Linked DNA regions of Zea mays: region 1 is linked to region 2. Evidence: chromatin contacts called from public Hi-C data. All regions are on one chromosome and are shown on one strand. The core of a region is the stretch at or near the end of the contact, and the rest is flanking DNA. Distances in the headings are between cores, read along the strand shown. Region 1 holds the start of LOC100285558. Region 2 holds the start of LOC100273778 (Erythronate-4-phosphate dehydrogenase family protein).

Region 1 (5,609 bases), core at 476-2,975, 280 kb before region 2:
AATGCACCCCCTCAAAAATGCAAACTCTATGGATACAGCTAAAGTTTCACCATATATACACCTTAGAAAAAATTAGTATGCATCCACTAGACTAATTGCACTTTCCTTAATTTTATTCTAGCTTCGCCACTTATCGTAAGGTTGTATTTTACTTGACATTTTTTTCTCGCTTAATCTACGAAAGATGATATAAAGAGCACGTGTGCGAAAAAAGTATAAACAAAGGAAATATAAGCATGTATATACAATCGAGCTCGTGCGCGTGGTGTCAAATTGTCCACGTCGGCGCCGCTGTTCGTGCGTCTTGAGATGGTGCATCCGGCGAGAGCGTCGGACAGAGCCGTTGCTCGGACACAGACAGACAAGCTTCATGGCTTGGTGGTCCATACCCGGTTAGTCGTTGCCGCTGCGGGACCCTGTGAGCGCGTAGTTCCACGGTGGTGGGCGGTGCTGGTCGGCCTTCGCCGAGCTGATGCAGCCGCGGCGGACAGAGCCGACGACAGCGCGCTGCTCGATCGTCGCCGGGCCGTTCCTGTGGACGATGCTGGTGGAGACAAACACCGACGTCATCACGACAATCCTTCGCATGCATGTTGGCCTTGGCCTGACGTACGAGGAGGACTGCGCGTGACGTACGTGCAAAAAGAGAAATAGAAGCGGAATATGACTTTTAGTTGATAAATAGTAACTAAAGAAAGAAATATGCAAGACTGGAATGGTTCAGGAACAGTTATTGTTTCGATGCAAAACAGTTTATTAGTTTTTTATAAAAAAAGTAAACAAAACCTCCGTCAAAACATGTGAACAATAATTCGTGACCCCAAGTAAGTACAGGCATACATCTAGTAAAAAAACTAATATATCAATCCAAATTGCATTCCCGCATTTAGATATAAATTTAACTAACTGTTACTCAATTTTTACAGATCTCGACTATTACTCTTAACAAATATGACAATTGTGTTCTAACAAAAAAAAACGAAAATCGTTTTTGGACGGATCGAGTGAGTGCGTCGATGATGCGGCTGCAGTGCACGTGATGGCGCGGCCCCACCACGCGGCCGCTTCTTTTCTACTCGTGTGACGAAATGTTGACCAGTGATCGTCGCTGGCGGTGCAGGTAGGGGATATACAATAGAAGGGACAGGATAGACTTTTGGATCTTTAATAGACGAAACGTACGTATGGTTGGTTGTACTGTCACGTACACAACTGGGGCTCCGAATTTTTAATTTCCAAATATCACTTCACTCCAGATCTCTGGACCCATCCAGCATTGTATAGAAGAAATGTGGCAACCGGACAGTATTCTTTATTATTATATAGAAATGCGGTACGAAGTCCGACTTTAAGACGTGTCAACCATTGGTGTAGAGTTCGATTGCAAAGTGTACTACAACATATTACAAATTATTAGAAAAAAATCTCTGAGTCTCAAATTATTTATGTGACGGTCCAATAAAGCGTACTTCCCGTGCAGCATACGGCCACGTTGCTCGTAAGCAGAAAATGAAGCCTGCATACAAATTTGTAGGAATTCAGAAAAATCCAGCTAAGCCAAGCCCGCCGGCCAGCGATGCAGACTTGGCGGCGAGCGGAGCGGCCTCAACCTCCTCCTCTCCAGCTCTCCTCCCATATAAAACGCGGAAGAATCTCGAAGAGACGCCTCGTCCCATCGTTCCTCTCTCTCTGCCCCGCCTACGCCTCGCCCCAGACGCATCAAACCGCTCTCCTCTCCCTCCCTGCCCCCCTCGCAACCCTGAAGAAGCCCCCACACGCAAGGCCGCAAACGCGCCGCGCACCGCAAGGTCCCAGGGAGCGACACGAGGCGGCCTCATTGCAGCATGGCTGCTATGGCCGCCGCTGGCGGCGTCGGGCTCCACCTCATTGGCGCTGCCACGGCCACGCTCATCGTGGCGGTCCTTGTTGCGGCCGTGCTGGGGCGCCGCCGCCGGGCCCGGGCCCGGGCCCAGGCGCCTCCGGTGGAAGGGAAACCCGCGCCGGAGGCAGGCTGCGCGGTCGGTGACGGCGCGGGTCCCGACGTCGGGACGGACGTCATCATCGTCGGCGCCGGAGTGGCTGGATCTGCGCTGGCGTACACGCTCGGAAAGGTGGTTTCCCTTGTCTCATCTTTTTTGGCATGGTTCCACTAGATGACTAAAAGTTGAGAGTTTTTATATTGAAAAAAAATCGGCAGTATCGTATTTTAAATTGCGTACTGCTAGCTGGGCGTGAAGAACTTTTTTTTTTGGCATGAATTGCTTGCAGACCCAAGAACAACTTAGGTCCTGTTTTTGCATGCTTTTACTTAGTTATTATTTTATTATTAAAGACATCCAATTTTCTTTCTGACGGTTCTGATCACGGTTGTTCATATGTCTCAGAGGTAGATTCAGAAACAGAAGATATTGTGGTTTTGTTGCAACTACGTTGGTGAATTTTGCATGTTTGCTGTGTCTGTGGAAAGTGAGGTTTCTGTCGGTGTCACTGTTCCTTTTTTGGACATGGAGTTTGTGTGGCTTATGGCAGTTAGGCGCTGCCAAATTTTGTTGTCGTCCAACTGATAATGGAGAATTTTCCCTTCTCCAATTAAGGGTCTGTTTGGAAGTACCCAGTTTATAAGAAACTTATTCATAAAAACTGATGTAGTTCCAAACATTAATTTATATCCTAGTTTGTAGAAACTGGATTCTTAGTTTCTTTAAAAACAAGAAGCTAGCCTTCCCTAGCTAAAACCAGTTTATGAAAATTGAGGTGGTTCCAAACACCATAAACCAGTATTTTTCCTTCATAAAACAGTTTCTAAAAAACTAAGATAAAAATTGGATTCTAAAAAACTAGGTTGCTTCCAAACAGGGCCTAAATCATTTTGCAATACCTGAACACCCTGTAATGAACTAGTCAATTCTTAGCCACAGCCTTTTTGGATGGAGAATGAAAGACAGAGGGGCGAGGAGGGATAAAGCAACAGCCAAGGAAGATTATACGTTTAAGCCTCAAACATCAGTTCTCTTGATCGCGGACACTAAGAACAATTCTGTATAGTAAAATGACTAGGCATGCTTAATATTTTTCAAAGTGCTATGTTGAAATTGTAAGTTTACCTTGAAGAAAATGTTGCTGGAGGACCTTACTAATTTTTTTATGAACGTACATGGCAGTTGATTCAACACTGTACTGATGTGCCCTTTCTCAACATTAATGAATTGACAAACTAGTTTAGGTCAAAGAAAAGAGAATTCTCCAATCAATTCTGCTGACCAAATTAACTGCACATGACTCCAAGCTACTCTGAGAGCGATGTAACATCAAAACGAAAATGTGGCCTTGTCCTGTTACTTGAATTGACTATTTTCCATTTGTTTGCAGATAATATTCACATCAGAAATGGTTATATGTATGATACAAAGCAACCAATAAATATCCTTACCCATATGAAATATTCCTTCCATGGGATTTTTTTATACACTAATCCTTTTGTCAAGTTATGACTTATGAGCAAGAAAGCCCTGGACAGAAATTGTTTTAGCTGGCTACATATGTTTGAGACCATGTTAAACAACCTTTTATCTTGTATACCCAGCTGTCTATAGGAGAGTATACTAGTACTATCCAAACTTCAATAGTAATCCAATTAGGCTTGAAGGCATGCTAAATGATTTATTTTTTTCCAATGCATATTTGCATTTATTGGAGTAAGAACCGAGTTAGTTTCATGTGGATTCTCTCTATTGTATTATATTGTTTCATCTCCTCTATTTATTTTAATCTACTTTGTTTGTTGGGAATGTAGGATGGCCGCCGGGTGCATGTCATCGAGAGGGATCTGACAGAACCTGACAGAATTGTGGGCGAGCTGTTGCAACCTGGAGGTTACTTGAAATTAATTGAGTTAGGCCTCCAAGGTAAATCCCAATTTTAGTTATATTATTCTATTTTCGTGCCATTTCTAAAGTTATTATACCAGTTTTCGTTCAATTCAGATTGTGTGGAAGAAATTGATGCCCAACGTGTGCTTGGTTACGCATTATTCAAAGATGGAAGAAACACAAAGCTTGCTTATCCCTTAGAGAAGTTCCATTCTGATGTTGCTGGTAGGAGCTTTCACAATGGGAGGTTTATACAGAGGATGCGTCAGAAAGCTGCGTCTTTGCCCAAGTAATATCAGTAATTATTATGGATTTTTCTTACTTTGCTATATTCTTGCTTATTTTTTTGTACTGTACTCTTGTGTTTGATTGTTTCGTTCTTTTGCTAAGGTTAACTGTAAGAATGGTATTGTAAGTTACTTTACTGCATTGACACCTATAATTTGTTAAAAGTTCTTGATTAGTGCTCTTTGTTTAGTGTGTTATAGTTCTCATGTTTTTTCCCCTTTTCAATTCTCGATTTGACATGTCTAAGCTTTGCACATATCGAATTATTTGTGCAACCACATCTGCATGTAACATGTGTTAATTTTGACGCTCTGTTGTGTTCATCCAGTGTTCAATTAGAACAAGGAACTGTTACATCACTTCTCGAAGAAAATGGTACTGTTAAAGGTGTTCAATACAAAACCAAGTCAGGTGAAGAACTAAAAGCTTATGCGCCCTTGACGATTGTATGTGATGGCTGCTTTTCAAATCTACGGCGTGCCCTTTGCTCTCCAAAAGTACACACCCTTTACACTATACCTGCAATATACTTATTGCTAAATTTTGTGCCTTGTGGATGTTAATGGAGATATGTGCTTAGGTTGATGTTCCATCATGTTTTATTGGGCTGGTATTGGAGAATTGCCAACTTCCACATCCAAACCATGGCCATGTTATCTTGGCCAATCCTTCGCCAATACTATTTTACCCAATTAGCAGCACAGAGGTGCGCTGTTTGGTTGATGTCCCAGGTCAGAAGGTGCCTTCCATAGCTAGCGGTGAAATGGCAAATTATCTCAAAACCGTCGTTGCACCCCAGGTAGTTCTTCCTTTTTTAAAAAATAGCAGTGATCCTTTTTCTTATTGCAGTTTCTCCTGACAACTTTTTTTTGCAACATGAATGTCATAATGGATAATTTTATTTTGTTAGATTCCTCCAGAAATCTATGACTCTTTCATAGCGGCCATTGATAAGGGAAGCATAAGAACAATGCCAAACAGGAGCATGCCAGCGGCTCCACTTCCTACCCCTGGCGCACTTCTGATGGGGGATGCCTTCAATATGAGACACCCTTTAACTGGTGGAGGAATGACTGTTGCATTATCCGACATCGTTGTCCTACGTAATCTTCTCAAGCCTCTCCGCAATCTCCACGACGCATCTTCCCTGTGCAAGTACCTCGAATCGTTCTATACGCTGCGGAAGGTCAGCCTTTGTATACAACCACCATTACACGTGGCTTATCCCCCACAATGTGTGATCTGTTCCTTTTTTAACACCCGTTATGTTTTCAGCCGGTTGCCTCCACCATAAACACGTTGGCCGGTGCTCTGTACAAGGTCTTCAGCGCCTCGCCTGATCAAGCTAGGAACGAGATGCGCCAGGCCTGTTTTGATTACTTGAGCCTCGGAGGCGTCTTCTCGAATGGGCCTATTGCCTTACTCTCGGGTCTTAATCCTCGGCCACTGAGT
Region 2 (5,588 bases), core at 1,630-4,129:
TTGCTATTGCTTAATAGATTGGATGTCGTTAGATTTATTTACATTTGAGATTGGAAGCGAAGGTAGGAGGGATGCAATCTCGATCTTTCCATGCTTGATAATCTTCTGGTGGTGATCCATTGTGAAGTATGATAAGAATTTCTCTGTCATCTCATCCTCAGCCAACGTGCGTCCTCCCTCATTTGACTCATCAATTCTTCATATAGTTGTTGCTCATCGGCCTACAAGCTTCTGACAGCCGACATAAGAATATTATCTGAGGAGATATTGGTGTGATCTATAGAACCTACCATTTGAGGGCCTAATTTTAGTAGATCTAGACACCTGGTCCTTGACGGAGTCGCTAAAAAGTGTGTTGATGTTAATTCGGGCGCCGGACACCAGAGATAAACCACTGGCGATGCTCTCTGCGGAGGCGCGGATGGTCCGCGGCACAAGGTTCGCGACATAGGCACATGAGTGGCTCCTTCTCTGCGTACGTCCGAACGGTCCACGCCTGGGGTTCGGACGGTCTACGATGGCGCAGAGGGTCGTATTTTTCGCAACAGACCTAGATCTCACCTTCCGGGAGGGAATCCGTCGGGAGGAGAGATTCTAGTGTGTCTTGTGCCGGCTGGCCACCCAAGACGCCTCTAATCAACGTAGAGTCGAAAAGATGTGAAGATTTAAGGTAGAAGAAGGTAAAACTAAGGCATCTCTAGTCTATATAAAAGGATGAAGTCTGGACCTATTAAAAGTCAGTTTCACAATTAATCCTGCAGTAACAAATACATAAAACCTAACTAATTTTGTGCACGCATGAACCGTTCGTATTGGCAACGCGGATCATCCGGACCGCGGACTTTCTGGTGGCATTTTTAGTGCTCAACACCTCCGTATCAACAGTTTACAGGGAGAAGAGATTGTTTTCCTCGATCTATAAATCAAATGCATTCGGCACAGCGCACAACGTTGCAGCATCTACATACATATATTTTTCATCATCATCAGTAGGAAAGTTTTCGAACCACCGGATAAGCGCTCACAGTGTGGTCGTTTCAGAGCAGGTTTGAGATGAGGCGCCGCTTCAGGGTCCTCGAGGTGGACTGATACGAACGGACCACGAGGCCCGCGCCGATGCCGACGCCGAGGCAGATGCCCAGGCTGATGCCGACGCCGACCCTCACGCCGGCGGTGAACCATGACAGCTCGCTGTACTCCTCGCCGTCGTCGGTCCCGTCGGATCTCATGTAGAGGCTGTCGTCGTCGACGTCGTCGTCGTCCCAGTTCGGATCGGGCTTGTAGCACCGGTATCCCGATTCCTGCACGCGACACGCAGCAGCAGTTCAGTCGTTTCAGTTGTTCAGACTTCAGAGTGAACACCGAGAAACTTGTCTGAATTCCACGGCGGAGGAAAAGAACTGAGCGCACAATTTACAACTGATCAGATTGTACCTCTGGGTGATGCGTTTCTTCCACCTGCTCGCGGCACTCCGGGATCGGGTCCATGAACGCCCTCACCTGCCGCCGCCGCCTGAACCGCAGCTGCGTGGCCTTGGTGAACACGACGGGCGTGCCCCGGAACACGCCTGCAACGTACACCTCCACCACCGGCGGCTTCGTGTCCCTCTTCTCCCCGCCGCACCTGAGGAACCCCGAGCCGCGCTGCGTCGCCGCCTGGCACTTCATCGCCCAGCTCTTGGTGCCCTTGCTGTCCACGTCGCACGCCTCCAGGATCCCGACGACGATCCTCTCGTCCTTGCTCTGGACCTCGAACCGCACGCTGCCCGACACCCTGACGGTCGCCGTGCAGACGAAGGTGGCTTCCCCCGATCTCTTGTCGACGCGGTCTCGGCGGAGGCAGAAGGACACGCTGCCGTTGCCCTTGCCCATGCCTGGCTGGTGCTCGGCGCCGCTCACGTCCAGGATGGTGTCAGGGGTGAGCGGGGTGTGGGTGAGGGCGAGAGTATCCAGCATGGACTCGTCGACCTCGCACCTGCTCACCCGCAGGTAGAAGACTCGGAGTGCTAGGCTGGACGACGGCTCCGGCACGGCCATGGCAGCTTCTGGCTCGGGAAGGTCACCCATGTTTCAGAGAGTAAATTTTTGGGGGCTAAATTGTTCACTCACATGACAGAAAGAGTGGACTATATGTTTCATCTCTGAACGATCACGAACTCGGAGATCACAGAGTCTTCGGTCTGTAAAAAAAGAACAGAAGAATCGCTCAGTGGATAGATTGGCAGGGCATATTACAGGCAGTGATCAACGATCGAAGATGCAAGAGCTACTAGAACTGTAAGCTATAGACGCATCCCATGCAGATGCAGTGACAGTTCTATTGCAACATAAGCGGATAACACTGATAATTCACCCACGAAGTGAAACTCTAGCTGCTCTTAGAATTAATAGATTTCTTCGACCCTCCAACATCTAACATAGAACATGAAAGGCGAGGAATATGGATTCAATCTTGTTCTCAATTCTAGTATCGATGCCCCCAATTCCTGATGACCATATGTATATACAGAGACTGATAGAACCGTAAAACTCTGTATCAGGAATTGCATATTTGCATGCACGAACAGGAACAGCTTCTACAAGAACAGCGATGGGGAAACGAATTTTCGATTGCGCGAACATGATAAGAAAACGCAGCAGGGAAGAGAGAAGAGAGGGTGTGCCAGATCTTTACCGGATTGAGCTCCATGCCTGAGAGATGCCTCTCCTCCTTTGGTGTCTCTCCTCGTTCAGTTCTTCAGTTCTGTCGAAGAATTTCTCCACTATATCCTACTACTACTAGGGATCTTTTTTTGGTGGAGGTGAACTGGTGAGGCCCCGTAAATCCCTCAGCTGACACCTCACACAAAGCACACCAGAGTCCAAAACCACCGCTCCATGCATGACAACACGAGCCCCTCTGGCAACCTAGTAGTAGGAAAAAGTATATATAAACATAAATGCCCATGAGGCCGCAGTTCGTTTTCCCACCTATAATAATAACAATAATAATTGCAGCAAATAAATTACCTAGCGCAACTGATTGCCGATTTTAATGTTGATTAATTCACGCTAATGTTAGGGCATGTTAATTGAGACGTTTTTAAAGAGTCTTTAAGATGTTAAGTAAAAACACTCTATACTTATTGTCTGTTAACAGTATTTATGATCCAAAGTCTATTATCTGTCTCTTGTATTTAGAAAATCGTACTAGGGTCTTTAGTCTAGTTCTTCTAATTTTAGAACTTTGGATTAAGTATTGGTGAAATACCAGACAATCCGAAACTTTCTTAACTGATATTCAAAAGAAAAGAATTATAGAAGGATTCATAGAATTAGAAGAACTTTTGCTCATAGACCGAACGATAAAAAGAGAAACTGAAGACACATGTACACAAACTTCCTATATTGTCCAGGCAATTTTATTATTAGCACTTTGGCGGTAGCTAATTAGTAGCTACTCACTCCGACTTCAAATAAATCAATTTGTAGAATCCATATAAATTAAACTATCGTAAATTAACTAAGGCTATATAAAAACATTGATAATATAAATTAAGTATATTGTTAAAAAATATGATGATATAATAAACTTTGATGGTATTTTAACAAATTCAATTAAAGTCTATCTTTTTACTTAGGTAACTATTAAGATATATTTATTTCACGGATAAAAAGAGTAACATATAATATATTGAAAGGGAATTAGGCTTACACCTAATTCCTATATAATTTTGGTGGTTGAATTGCCCAACACAAATCTTTGGACTAACTAGTTTGCCCAAGTGTATAGATTATACAGGTGTAAAAGGTTCACACTCAGCCAATAAAAAGACCAAGTTTTGGATTCAAATATGCCTTAGTACCTTGAACAAAATAAACAGTAGAAATGTTTTTATTCTTGGGCTCTTATTTTTTTAGAGTAATAACTTTTTAAAGAAAAGTAGAAGATACTCTATATTTTAATTAAGATAGAAAAATATACTATTTATTTTTTAAATACAAATATTGTTAACTATGTCTTCAGTATCGAATATTGAATATCTGGACTCAGGATACAAACATACTGAAACAGTTGAACTCTTGTAAATGAATATGAATCATACGGTCAGAAAATATTTAGACTATTTCTACCCCTACTTTTAAGCTTATTCTTTTTCTTAAATAGAAAACAATACTTAGGACCTTTTTGCAATAGAAAAAAAACATTGTTCACATCCAAAATAGATGCACACAAACTATTCTGATACAACAGGTCTAGAAAATGGCTTCTTGATAATTGAAGATCTTCCTTCTTCAAGTGCTTCTTGAATTTCGTCATGAACAAGTCTAACTCGTCCTCAACTTTGAAGCTTGATTCATCTTCACTTGAAGAGACCTCAATCGTCTTCTTGATTGTTGTCTTTAAATGATGCACTTATCTTGTTTGTCTTGTTGGACGAGCAACATGCTTCTAGCTCTCCAAGTTTTCTTCTTTAATCTACTTCAACATCCAAGAACCCACGTCTAAGAATTCTTCCAAGCACATCATGTGTCTGAATTCCTCAAACCTCTGATGGTATATTATCTTGTGTATTTATTTAAATAAGGACTACAGGATCTTGGTGGAATCGAACCACCTTCCGTCCAGGACTGTAACGAACAGTCCAGAGAGAACCTCACCGTGTTGAGACAAGATCCACAGTTAAGAGACATACATGACTAATAGCGTATCTACACTTCGCTGATCAAAATCTAAAACCATTTTTTAAATAATTTAATTCTTATATAAGATAGAATTGTGCTGTCAAATACGAAATCAAATTGCACAAGCAATTTTCTACGCGCCTTGATGAATAGTATCAGTAACAAATGGCTGCTATCAGCGGTATTCAGAAAGCAACAAGACAAGTAAAAATTGTGTTATTAATAATCATATATATACCTTCAGACAGCAAAGTTTCCGATCCATTTAGTGAACTAGAACATGAGGGGCCCGTCGGGCGCCCTATAGTGACCGAAGATAGAAGCTAATGTATAGTAAATTAGACAGTTTATATAATAAGCAGAAACAGAGAGTAGTATGAATTTTAGATCAATGGGACAGTCCAATGCATACGTCATGACTGTTTGTGAACTTGAACTCTAAAGCTTGATATAGAACGAATAATGTTTGGGAGAGGCAACCATTCCCTAACAAAGTAAACAAATGCTAGAGAATATAGGAAATTTGTGTATTGGTTTTTGAACTGAACAGGCTAAGAGTACCAAAAAGGTTGATGAACACAATCCATTTCTTAACAACATGTAAAATATTTTAACAAGTTTATGGTAGCAATACAATATATCGACCAAAAGACGAGTTACTAAAGAAAACTTTGCTTCACCATAATTGACAGTTGTCACAGCACAAAATAGAGAATCATGCTCCACTGCACTCAAACATTCTTGATTCTCATCATAAGTTCAGGTAGCCATCTCCAGTGTTCTGCATTACGGTGGTACATTGGCTTATGAATGCCTTTAAACTGAACTCGCTGCTCCAAATTATAGGTCATTTAATCTTGGTTCTAAGTCATACATCTCTAATTCTAACCAAGTTTTTAGAAAAATATTTCTAACATGTACAT

The links. Hi-C and Micro-C count contacts between places; a contact is called where the count stands out from the background.
Region 1: a contact with region 2 is called in a Hi-C map of leaf, with 4 times the contacts expected there. The contact joins the promoter of LOC100285558 here to the promoter of LOC100273778 in region 2. A contact is called at or near these places in 2 of 25 Hi-C or Micro-C datasets (bundle sheath and leaf).

What each region holds. Positions count from the first base shown.
Region 1 is chr9:151,019,656-151,025,264 of Zm-B73-REFERENCE-NAM-5.0, reverse strand. It overlaps LOC100285558, which reads left to right and starts at 1,725. Exons shown (of 8, transcript NM_001372303.1): 1 at 1,725-2,111; 2 at 3,794-3,905; 3 at 3,984-4,158; 4 at 4,486-4,654; 5 at 4,738-4,956; 6 at 5,068-5,343; 7 at 5,433-5,609. The coding sequence starts at 1,845.
Region 2 is chr9:150,735,869-150,741,456 of Zm-B73-REFERENCE-NAM-5.0, reverse strand. LOC100273778 (Erythronate-4-phosphate dehydrogenase family protein) reads right to left here and starts at 2,879. Exons shown (of 3, transcript NM_001148181.1): 1 at 2,675-2,879; 2 at 1,435-2,180; 3 at 812-1,301. The coding sequence starts at 2,067. The coding sequence ends at 1,038. It also overlaps the pseudogene LOC103640391.